Linked DNA regions of Pan troglodytes: all the other regions are linked to region 3. The links are chromatin contacts, called in public Hi-C maps. All regions are on one chromosome and are shown on one strand. Each heading gives the region's core, a stretch centred on a gene start, on an enhancer-like site or on the middle of the called end of the contact. The rest is flanking DNA. Distances are from core to core; before and after follow the strand shown.

Region 1 (3,363 bases), core at 639-3,138, 140 kb after region 3:
AAGCTACAAGCTTGACAGCTTTGGGTTTTTATGGCTACTTGTTTTCTGAAGTTCACAGAACTTTATCATTTGGATCACACACTTAAAAAAATCACTTGCAAAAATTCTCTTTAAAGATGAATATGCTTCCTCTTCAAGAGAAACAGACTAGCGGGTAGAAGAAAAAGGACCCGTCTAGAGTATTAATAAATAGACTGATATTCACACAATGGATTAAATGGATTAAAGTCCATCCCACAGATGAACTGTTATATTAATAGAATCCAAATATACAGTTACATCCTCGACCCTGAAAGCAGTTTAAACGGGTGAAATTCACCCAGTGCTCACTTGAAATGAGTACTCTAAAGTTTAAAGCACCTATAAACTGCCCTCAGGATTCAATCATTTTTCCATTCCTTCCGGCATTATATACTTTGATGTTTTAATGTTATTAGCCCACAATACACACCAGTTTCAGAAACTCAGTTTTTGTCCTCTAAGGGCTTTTAGTCCTCCCAAAAAAAGAATAGGGCAAAAGCAAGGAGGATCATGAATCTGGTTTTCTAAAAGCATTATTACAAGACTGCTTTATAAAATTGTAATCCCCAGCTGCAGAGTTCCGCAGATGGCTTGAAAGTGTCTTACATGCAAATAAATAAAAACAAAAGGCCACTTATGCGAGCAGAACACAGCGTGCTCGATAGTCATCTTAAACCGAGCAGGTAGGTACTTTATCAGAGGCAGACAAGGGAAACGTCACTTATTTAGAGTTCACCGCACGCCTGGATAAAGGTCCTCACTAACAAAATCCCTGCCTTTGTGGATTCTGTGTCGGAAAGGGAAACGATAAAGAATACGGTTTGTGACAGCACTACTCTCAGGAGACGAAGGAGAGATGCTAAGATCTTGGAAAGGAGAGAGAGCAGGAAGAGTCGGAGGGGAGATCTCTCAGTAAAACGGCACCCACAGCAGTCAGACTTCAGCTACGAGCAAAATCGAGTCCGTGCACCTCAAAAAAGAGAGGGAGGCAGGGAAAACTTTCCCTCGCCTCTCCCCATCCTTCCCTCCTCCTCGCAGGAGAGCACATTAGCTGAGGTGCTGGCGGGGCCGGGCCGGGGACCCCATCCCTCGCCCCGGACGCAGCGCCCGCAGGGACTGCCCGGGAGCCCGAGCGAGGGAGGCGGGAGGTACAGGAGTAACTGGGCACACCCGGCCCGGCCTGCGGGGAAGGGAAGCAGGGGCAGGGCCGAGGGGGAAGAGGCCTCCGCGAGCTCGACCCCGCGCCCACACGCTACCTGCGAGGTTAGCTGCTGCCGCGCCGTCCCGCGGGACCGCAGGGATCTCCGAAGCTCCGATGGGCGCAGAAGTGCGAGCGAGCGGCGGTGCCCACAGGCAGCGAAGAAGAGGAGCGCCAGAGCGCCGGGCCCGCCGGGTCACGTGGCCCCGGCCGCCTCACGTGACCCGGTGCAGCGCGCGCCCGGGACGCTACCCAGCCGAGCATCCCGCACCGCCCCGGCCCCGGCCCCGGCCGAAACCCTGCTCTTCGGGCCCTAGAACCCGACTTCTTTAGAAGCCTATTGGCCGTCTGAGGCCCGCCCCGAGGCCCTGCCACTGGAATGTCCCCATGAAATCCGGTGGCTGCTGCCGGGACTTACAGGCTTTTGTGTCTGAGGAACCAGGAACGCGCGAGGCACGGGCTCCTGCTCTGCTCCCCGAGATGGCTTGGCTGTGGGGAGGGTCGGCCTACTACCGCAGAGACCTAGGACGGAAAAGCGACCGAGAAACTTGGCTCCCTGCCCACTCTAGAGCGCGTCTGGCCCCGGGGCACCACCCAGGTGGTGCTGCCTGGGAGGAAAGGCAGCGGAGCTGGGACTAGTTTGTTTTTACTGGAGACGCGCCTCCCTCCCTCCCCGCCCCTCACTTCCTGATTGAAAGTACCTGAGGCAGGCCAGGGACTAGGGAAGGTGGCAGCTGGACAAAGGTATGAAGGAAGGACGAGATGAGGCACAGGTCCTGGTATTGGAAAGAGGCAGAGGTACCTCGGAAGCATGCCATAGAGGTTAGACCGGACCTAAGAGGGCATCTGGTCCAACCGGATTCGTGTTACCAGCGAGTAAACTGAGGCCAGGAGAGGGACTGCTACGAGGTGCTCCAGCCTATCACCTATAAAGACTACAGTCCCTTTGTAAAATACCATACAGCTCTCGGAGAACTCCCAGTTGGCGCTGCAGGATAAAATCCAAACTTGTTGGCATAGCATTCCAGCCACTTGTTCACTTACCTTTCCCATTTGAGCTCCTAGGAATAAACAGAAAAACATTTCATTTTCTAAATATCACCAGATAACTTCACTTTTGGTAACTTGAATTATTAAAAAAGTCCTACCGTCCCTCATCTCTTGCCACTTCCCCAACATTACTCGAGGCTCTGGCTACAAATAATTTGTTTTCCTTGACTACTCAACTTTCTTTGGATTATTTACTTTTTCTCTAAGTTTCTTTACTCCTTTTTGCTTTGTTCATTCTTTTGTCTGTATCTGAAATGTCCTGAATCACCACCTCCCCCACTTAAAGAAAACCAGGGCCAATGATTAAAAAAAAAAAAAGGTATTAAGAAACTAATGCAATAAGAGAATTGAGCTTAGTTCTGTATCTATTCTGAGGTCTCGCTCCTGTTGCACTAGTTCCTGAATAAAATGTTTTTACCACTTCAACTACTGTTTGGCTCTGGTTTTCTTCAACAGCCTCCAAAGTACACATCAGTTTCCTACTCATCTTTCAAAATCCAGGTCAAATACCGCCTACTCTTGTCTTCCCAGCATCCTCTTCCCTGATTTTTTAGCAATTGAAGTTCATCGAGACAGTGTCAGCTGCAACTTCCCTGATTTCCAGAATACTATATATATTCTGATACACCTCACACTGCCCAGAAATAGACTGCGCATTTGCTGTAAAAGGTGAATTGTCTATTGCTGTCTTCTCCCTTAGATTATAAACTCTTTGAAACAGGATTCTTCTGGGTTTAGAACAGCGCCTGGCATGTGATAGACCCTTAATACTCACTGAATGAAGTGGCTTGCCCAAAGTAGTGGCAGTTGAGTGAATTTACTAGAAGAGGCCTGTTTTGCTCAAAGAAATTAAAATCAGTTTCTTTTGGTTGCAACCCGATCAAAAGAACTTGTGTAAACATGTCTGAGAGAAAAACGAGGGCATGGGGTGTGAGTAATCAAATATGTCCTGAGCCCTCACTGCTTATGTGTCAGATGCCATACTTGGAGCATCTTGGAGGATTAAAAGCTGAATGAGACATGGTTGCTGATAAGGAATGTGTAGTCTGGTTCATTATTCCAGTACAGGGTGAAAAGTATTATGATACAAGGTG
Region 2 (3,679 bases), core at 743-3,242, 160 kb after region 3:
ATAAGATATGTGCAGTAACTTATCCCACTTTATGGATGAGGAAATTGAAATCTTTTTTACGTGTACAAATTTATGGGGTACATGTGAAATTTAGTTACATGTATATAATGTGGACTAATCAAGTCTCGTTTTTTTTGTTTTGCATTTTTTTTTGTTTGTTTTTTCTTTTTTTTGAGACAGGGTCTTGCTCATGGCTCACTGCAGCCTTGACCTCCCAGGCTTCAGCAATCCTCCTATCTCAGCTTCCCTGGTAGCTAGGACTATAAGTGCATGCCACTGTGCCTAGCTAATTTTTTTATTTTTTGTAAAGACGGAGTTTCACCATGTTGCATAGGCTGGTCTCTAACTCCTAAGCTCAAACCATCTGCCCACCTGGGTCTCCCAAAGTGCTGAGATTACAGGTGTGAGCCACCATGCCTGGAAAGAAACTGAAATTTTGATAGGCTGAGTACCATACCTAATACCTCACAGTTAATAAATGGCAGAACTCAAACTCAAACCTAGGCAGTCCAACTCCAGAAACCATATTCTTTAAAAAGCTACTGTAACATGACTGATATTCCTTTTACTGAAGAAGAATATTTAAGCCTTTTTTAGTTGTAAGAGGGGTATGATAATTATGGAACTTTAAGTAAATACAAACCCATCATTTTGGAGAAGATGATACTGAGATTTAGAGGCGGAATGTTCTACTGAAGGTTAAATCATTGCTGCCTATGTACCATATGATGTAAAGTAACATTTTTTAAAGAGAACGCAATCTTGGCCGAGCGCAGTGGGCCTGTAATCCCAGCACTTTGAGAGGCCGAGGTGGGCGGACCACTTGAGGTCAGGAGTTCAAGACCAGCCTGGCCAATATGGTGAAACCCCGTCTCTACTAAAAATACAAAAATTAGGCCAGGCACGGTGGCTCACACCTGTAATCCCAGCACTTTGGAAGGTCAAGGCAGGTGGATCACCTGAGGTCAGGAGTTCAAGACCGGCCTGGCCAACATGGAGAAACCCCGTCTCTACTAAAAATACAAAAAAAAAATTAGCCAGGTGTGGTGGCACATGCCTGTAATCCCGGCTACTTGGGAGGCTGAGGCAGGAGAATCACTTGAACCTGGGAGGCGGAGGTTGCAGTGAGCCAAGATCATGCCATTGCACTCCAGCCTGGGCAACAAGAGTGAAACTCCGTCTCAAAAAAAAAAAATTAGCCAGGCGTGGTGGTGGGCTCCTGTAATACCAGCTACTCGGGAGGCTGAGACAGGAAAATCACTTGAAACCAGGAGGTAGAGGCTTCAGTGAGCCGAGATCACACCACTGCACTCCAGCCTGGGGGACAGAGCAAGACTCTGTCTCAAAAATAAAAATAAAAAAAAAGAAAATACAATCTTCACAACTTAATAACTTATGTTATTCTTTCTAAAAATTAATTTCCTAAACCATGTAGTTTAATGTGATTTAATGTAGTTAAATACTAGCATTAAAACTTGTTTCTTGAAGGGCGCAGTGGCTCACACCTGTAATCCCAGCATTTTGGGAGGCTGAGGAGGGCAGATCGCCTGAAGTCAGGAGTTCGAGACCAGCCTGGCTAACATGGCGAAAACCCATCTCTAGTTAAAATACAAAAATTAGCTGGGTTTGGTGGTGCATGCCTGTAATCCCAGCTGCTCGGGAGGCTGAGGCACGAGAATTGCTTGAGCCCAGGAGATGGAGGTTGTAGTGAGCCGATATCGCACCACTGCACTCCAGCCTGGGCTACAGAGACTCTGTCAAAAAAAAAGAAAAGAAAAGAAAAGAAAAGCAGAAACTTGTTTCTTGATGAAGTTTGTTTTCCTGGGATCACACACAGATCTCCCACGGTGGTCCTTCTTGTTCTTTCTCCTTCTGCAAAGACCCTGGAAACCGCTTGTTGAAGATGGCGGGGCCACAGAATGAAAGGAGCCTTGGTCCCTGAGTCACGGCTTGGAGGAAAGCTTTATGGCGTTTAGGAACACTATTGTTTGTTGGTCCTGAAGAGGAAGTACTTCACAGAGCAAGCCTGCCACCATGTGGCACGGGCCCAAACCTAGCATCAGTTAAAGGTTCATTCTCATTTACTTTGTTGCCTCTGGTTCACTTACTAACCAATCTAGATTTAATGCTGTCTAATAAGAAATTAATACCCAGGTGTATTCTATAAGTTTAAGTAGTTTTTAATTTCAAGATACATTTCTTCAATTCTGAAATTATTGCAATATTTCCAAACTGGCTACAGGAGTGACCACAACATTTATAATATGATCCAGGCACATTCACAAGAGGACTACTTCAGTGCATCACAAACATGGAAACAAACTCAGCAATTTGTAGGATTTATCTCAGTTCACTCAAAAGTTGGTCAATGAACCAGATTAGAAGGCAGAATTCCGGCCAGGTGTGGTGGGTCATGCCTGTAATCACAGTGCTTTGGGAAGGTGAGGTGGGAGGATTGCTTGAGCCCAGGAATTTGAGACCAGCCTGGGCAACAGGGTGAGACCTTGTCGCTATAAAAAATAAAAAAATAAGAGGCAGAATTCCTTGGAATGGAAACAGGTAGTGTGAAGGACTGCCAAAAATGGATGAAAAACCCTCATGGAAGGAGAGTCAGAACTTAACAGTTTCCTAGAGTTTTAACACCGTATAAGCTCACTATGTTCTAGCATGCCAGGCTGACGTTTCCCAGAACTCTCTCTACATTTATCAAGACAGGAATGACATCGGAAGTTGTTTGCAAGACTATAGGTCTAGCAGGTGGCTAAGAGGAAGTCTGGTATTGCTGCTGCGTCTATTTTTATGTATTTATTCATTTATTTTTTAAGACGAAGTCTCACTCTGTTGCCCAGCCAGGAGTGCAGTGGTGCAATCTCAGCTCACTGCAACCTCCACCTCCTGGGTTCAAGCAATTCTCCCACCTCAGCCTCCTGACCACCTCCCAGGTTCAAGCAATTCTCCTGCCTCACCCTCCCGAGTAGCTGAGATTACAGGTGTGTGCCACCATGCCTGGCTAATTTTGTATTTTTAATAGAGGGGTTTTACCATGTTGGCCAGGTTGGTGTTGAACTCTTGGCCTCAAGAGATCTGCCCACCTCAGCCTCCCAAAGAGCTGGGATTACAGGCATAAGCCACTGTGCCTGGCCTTGGTATAGCTGCTGCTTCTAACACTTGCTTCTAATGATTGGTGGGTGGAGGCAGCAGTACTCATATTCTGATACAGTTATTAAATGTTCCTTTTTTTCTTTGGTCCTGTTACTACTTCTTTCTTTTTCTACCACTGCAAACTCTGAAATATCTATTACATGTAAAATGTCAACTATAACTCACCTGATTTCACTGTAGAAAGCAATTAAAAGGGAAAAATTGTATTTACTTGAGGGTGAAAAAAAAACCCCACATCATCCTTTTCTTTATGTTCCTTTTTTACACTGATATATAAACTTGTTATTTCCACCTAACTAAATTGATTCATTTAATCCAGTGACTGTGGTTAAATTGAAAAAAGGTTTGAAAAGAGGGGGTGTCTATGGAAACCCAAACTTCTTCACACTCCAGCTTTTTCACTACCTTCTCACCTCCCCAGCTTCTATATTTTTGCAAGCATGGGTATATATGTCCCAAGGCTGTGGTTCCCAGGGGCCAAAAGTATATGAATAAGCCTATATTATGTAAACCTTTC
Region 3 (3,546 bases), core at 172-2,671:
GTGCGGTGGCTCACACCTGTAATCCCAGCACTTTGGGAGGTGGAGGTGGGCAGATCATCTAAAGTCAGGAGTTCAAGACCAGCCTGGCCAACATGGTGAAACCCCATCTCTACTAAAAATACAAAAATTAGCTGGGCGTGGTGGCCGGTGTCTGTAGTCCCAGCTACTCAGGAGGCTGAGGCAGGAGAATCGCTTGAACCAGGGAGGCAGAGTTGCAGTGAGCCGAGATTGCACCATTGCACTCCAGCATAGGCGACAAGAGACTCCACCTCAAAAAAAACAAACAAACATCAATTATTTTGCTGTTTGTTTTGTTTTTTGGTATTCCTGATGCGAGATGTCTTTATCATGTATTGTTGATTAGGTTGTTCATCAGTTAATCTTGAATAACTGAAATCTAAGCTGAAGGCAATAATACATCGGCTTTCTTTTCATGCAAGTCAAACTGCTAAAATCTACCACAAAATATTAGCCTTTCATCAGCTTGGTCTTCAGATCCAATACATTTTCCCCTCAAATGAAAGACAATGCAATGCCATCCACAACAATGCTAAAAAAAAAAAAAAAAAAGGAGGAGGGAAACAAGGTTAAGTCCTGTCTTCTTCCTCCTACCCCAAAAAGAGCTCAGAAATTAAGGTGCTTTCCCTAACAAAGCCTCCTCCTGCTCCATGAAGTGACCAAGCATGTCATGGCAGACCCAGAGATTTATAATCTTCAACATATCATTATCGGGGAAATCAAGATTTGACAAAATTCTTCCTTCACGCCCCGTTTCTGCAAGACCACCACTTTCTAGCTTAAAATAAAGAAAAAAAAAAAAGACAGCTGCAGGAATGCTTGGCTGCCCGCTAATGTACAATTTTGCCCAAACGCAGAACTTGACGCCCACTATTACCAAAGGATGGCCTTAGTAAAGTAACCCCCGCGAAGAGCAAACTGTTTAGCAGCCGCTCCCTCGAAAAGGACGGAAGAGGAGGTCTCTTCTGAACCTGAGGATAGTAGAGAGGCACTCCCCTTCCACTACTAGCTTTGCTCCTTTCTCAATCAGGCAGTTCATCAGCTAGCCTCCTTTGTCAAAGGGGGTTCATGGTCAGAATCTTTGCGAGACAAAGATTACTAAAAGAGCTCCCCGGAACCAATGTTAAGGCATCAAAGACCCCGCCCAGCCCCCACAATGATCAACAAACCAAAACCTGGGATCCCTACTATTACCACTACCACAACCATCACCACCACCACCACCACCATTCCTCGCTCTCTCTAGCCAGGGATGAGACTCAGGCCCAGGAAACCCATCCTTTCCGCAAGTGGGAAGGCGCTGGGTCTCCTCCCTTAAGCCTCTCCTTTACCCCAATGTTCTCTCCGGACCCCTCCACTACGGCCATGTAAGTTTTCAACCCCCAAGAAGCCCAGTCCCAGCCACACACAAGATGGCAGCCCCACACCTACCGGAGGAAACAGCTGCGCCACCACTCCAGTGATGCCGGCCTCTCGACTACGAGTAACTCCATTGGCTCAGCTAGAGTGCGCGAGACAAGCCGAGAGCGCTAGCAGTCAATCGGGAGGCGGCGCGTTCGGGCGCCACTGCGGTGCCAGCGGTAAGTGAGCCGAGTCTCTGAGGCGTGAACCAGTAGGGAGTGCGACCAATCAATGGGCTCCCGGCTGGGTGGTGGGACGGCCGGCGTCCGACTCCTCCCATGTAGTGATCGGTTTAGGTAGGTCGGCCTGGTCCCCGGCGGAGGTTACGCCTTCCCTCATCCCCGGTAGAGGCGGGGCGGGACTGTTGTGGTTGAGATGAAGGCTAGTAAATGGTGAAGTACTTCCCGGCCAGAGGGCACCTGCGCTCGGGAGGTTTGGGCGGCTTGGCGTCGGAGGAGAGCCCCACCCGCGGAGGAACCCAGCCTTGCCAACGGAGCTGGCGGAGCTCACTCCTCAGGTCAGGCGGGCGGCATAGAAAACGCAGCGGAGCCAGGTGAAACCAAGGCACCGCCGTGGCTGGCCCCCGACAGTTCCTCTAGCCGGGAGGTCGGAGGAGCTGAAAACGCCGCGGAGCCCTCGGCCGCCCGAGCAGGGGCTGGACCCCAGCCCTTGCAGCCTCCCTTCTCCTGGCACCCAAGTGCAGTCCTGGCTGCAGAAGGGGCCGCGGGCGCACTGAGTTTCCAACCTCCATTTCAGCCTGTCTGTCTCAGGGTGCAGCCTTAATGAGAGGTGATTCCCAAGCTGCTGGGAACCTGAGGCTGTCAAAGGGGCGGCAGGAAATGGACAGCAGTATAAAACCCAGAAGCAGAACTTGAAGGTTAAACCACTAGCCCATTTCACAGGTAAGATTACACGAGCCCTTAAATACAGCAAGTTCAGTCATTCATCCAAGATCACGGAGTTCAGATTAGATAGTAACACTTCTGACTCGCTATCAGCCACAGCCCAATAAGTAATTAAGTAAGGAAAGATGTGTAATTAACTGTGCTCTTTGGCATGTGGAAACCTGCAGTGAGCTCTGTAAATACTAACACATGAGGCCAAGGAGAGGAGTAAATTTGAAGAGGTCAAATGGAGTAACCAAAGCATAGGCTCTGAAACCATGCTGCCTGGTTCCTTATTTTGTGTCTGCCACTTACGGTATGACATGCCTTAGCTTCCTCATCAGCAAACGAGCTGCTAATTTAACCCACATGACTGTTAGGGGGATTAAATAAGAACACGTGAAGTAGTTAGAAGCGTGACTAACCCGTGGTTCTTAAGCGTGACTTAACCCGTGGTTCTGTCGTTACAATTAAAACGTAAGGAGCCGAGAGGAAATGGTAAACGTGTTTTTAAAGCCTGTTTTTAGAAACGAAAAGGAACCATACATTGAAGCAAAGCAGACTGGCTTAATTATTTTTCTACCAAAATGAAAAAGTGAGAAGGGGAAAAAAGTTTTTTAAGCCCATTTACTCTCTGAAATATTAACACCAGTTGTCTCTGGATGATGGGATGGTGTTTAAATTTTCTCCTTTATGCTTTATTGTATTTTGCAGATTTTCTCCAGGAAACATGTTTTACTTGTGCACGTTCAGTTGTTTTCAAATTTTCAGGTGTGAACGCTGGTGAGAGCTGCTTAAAAACAAAGCTATGGGCCGGGCGCGGTGGCTCACACCTGTAATCCTCACATTTTGGGAGGCTGAGGCGGGCGGATCACTTGAGGTCAGGAGTTCAAGACCAGCCTGGCCAACATGGTGAAACCCCGTCTCCACTAAAAACACAAAAATTAGCCGGGCGTGTGGTGGCGGGCCCCTGTAATCCCAGCTACTCGGGAGGCTGAGGCAGGAGAATCGCTTGAACCCGGGAGGCAGAGGCTGCAGTGAGCCGAGATCACGCCACTGCACCCTGCACACTGCACTGGTGACAGAGCGAGACTCCGTCTCAAAAAAAAAAAAAAAATCTATGGCCGTGCGCGGTGGGTGGCTCACATTTATAATCCCAGCACTTTGGCAGATCACTTGAGCCCAGAGTTCAAGACCAACCTGGGCAACATAGACCTCATGTCTAAAAAAAAATAAAACTATT

The links. Hi-C and Micro-C count contacts between places; a contact is called where the count stands out from the background.
Region 1: a contact with region 3 is called in a Hi-C map of stem cell-derived neural progenitor cells, with 2.1 times the contacts expected there. The contact joins the promoter of RCBTB1 here to the promoter of SETDB2 in region 3. A contact is called at or near these places in 1 of 7 Hi-C or Micro-C datasets (stem cell-derived neural progenitor cells) and 1 of 1 datasets of contacts at active chromatin or transcription factors (stem cell-derived excitatory neurons).
Region 2: a Hi-C map of stem cell-derived neural progenitor cells shows a contact between it and region 3, with 4 times the contacts expected there. The contact joins the enhancer-like site here to the promoter of SETDB2 in region 3. A contact is called at or near these places in 1 of 7 Hi-C or Micro-C datasets (stem cell-derived neural progenitor cells) and 1 of 1 datasets of contacts at active chromatin or transcription factors (stem cell-derived excitatory neurons).

The regions. Positions count from the first base shown.
Region 1 is chr14:55,180,757-55,184,119 of NHGRI_mPanTro3-v2.0_pri, forward strand. RCBTB1 (RCC1 and BTB domain containing protein 1) reads right to left here and starts at 1,889. Exons shown (of 13, transcript XM_063792549.1): 1 at 1,638-1,889.
Region 2 is chr14:55,199,394-55,203,072 of NHGRI_mPanTro3-v2.0_pri, forward strand. No RefSeq gene overlaps it. Among named protein-coding and RNA genes, the nearest start is that of RCBTB1, 19 kb to the left of the region's middle. Within about 2 kb of position 1,993, at least 3 of the 24 cell types and tissues checked have an H3K27ac peak or open chromatin away from gene starts, as enhancers often do. A contact at or near this core is called in stem cell-derived neural progenitor cells, where this site is marked.
Region 3 is chr14:55,037,915-55,041,460 of NHGRI_mPanTro3-v2.0_pri, forward strand. It overlaps SETDB2 (SET domain bifurcated histone lysine methyltransferase 2), which reads left to right and starts at 1,422. Exons shown (of 15, transcript XM_054664944.2): 1 at 1,422-1,598. It overlaps CAB39L (calcium binding protein 39 like), which reads right to left and starts at 1,586. Exons shown (of 11, transcript XM_001154198.5): 1 at 1,450-1,586.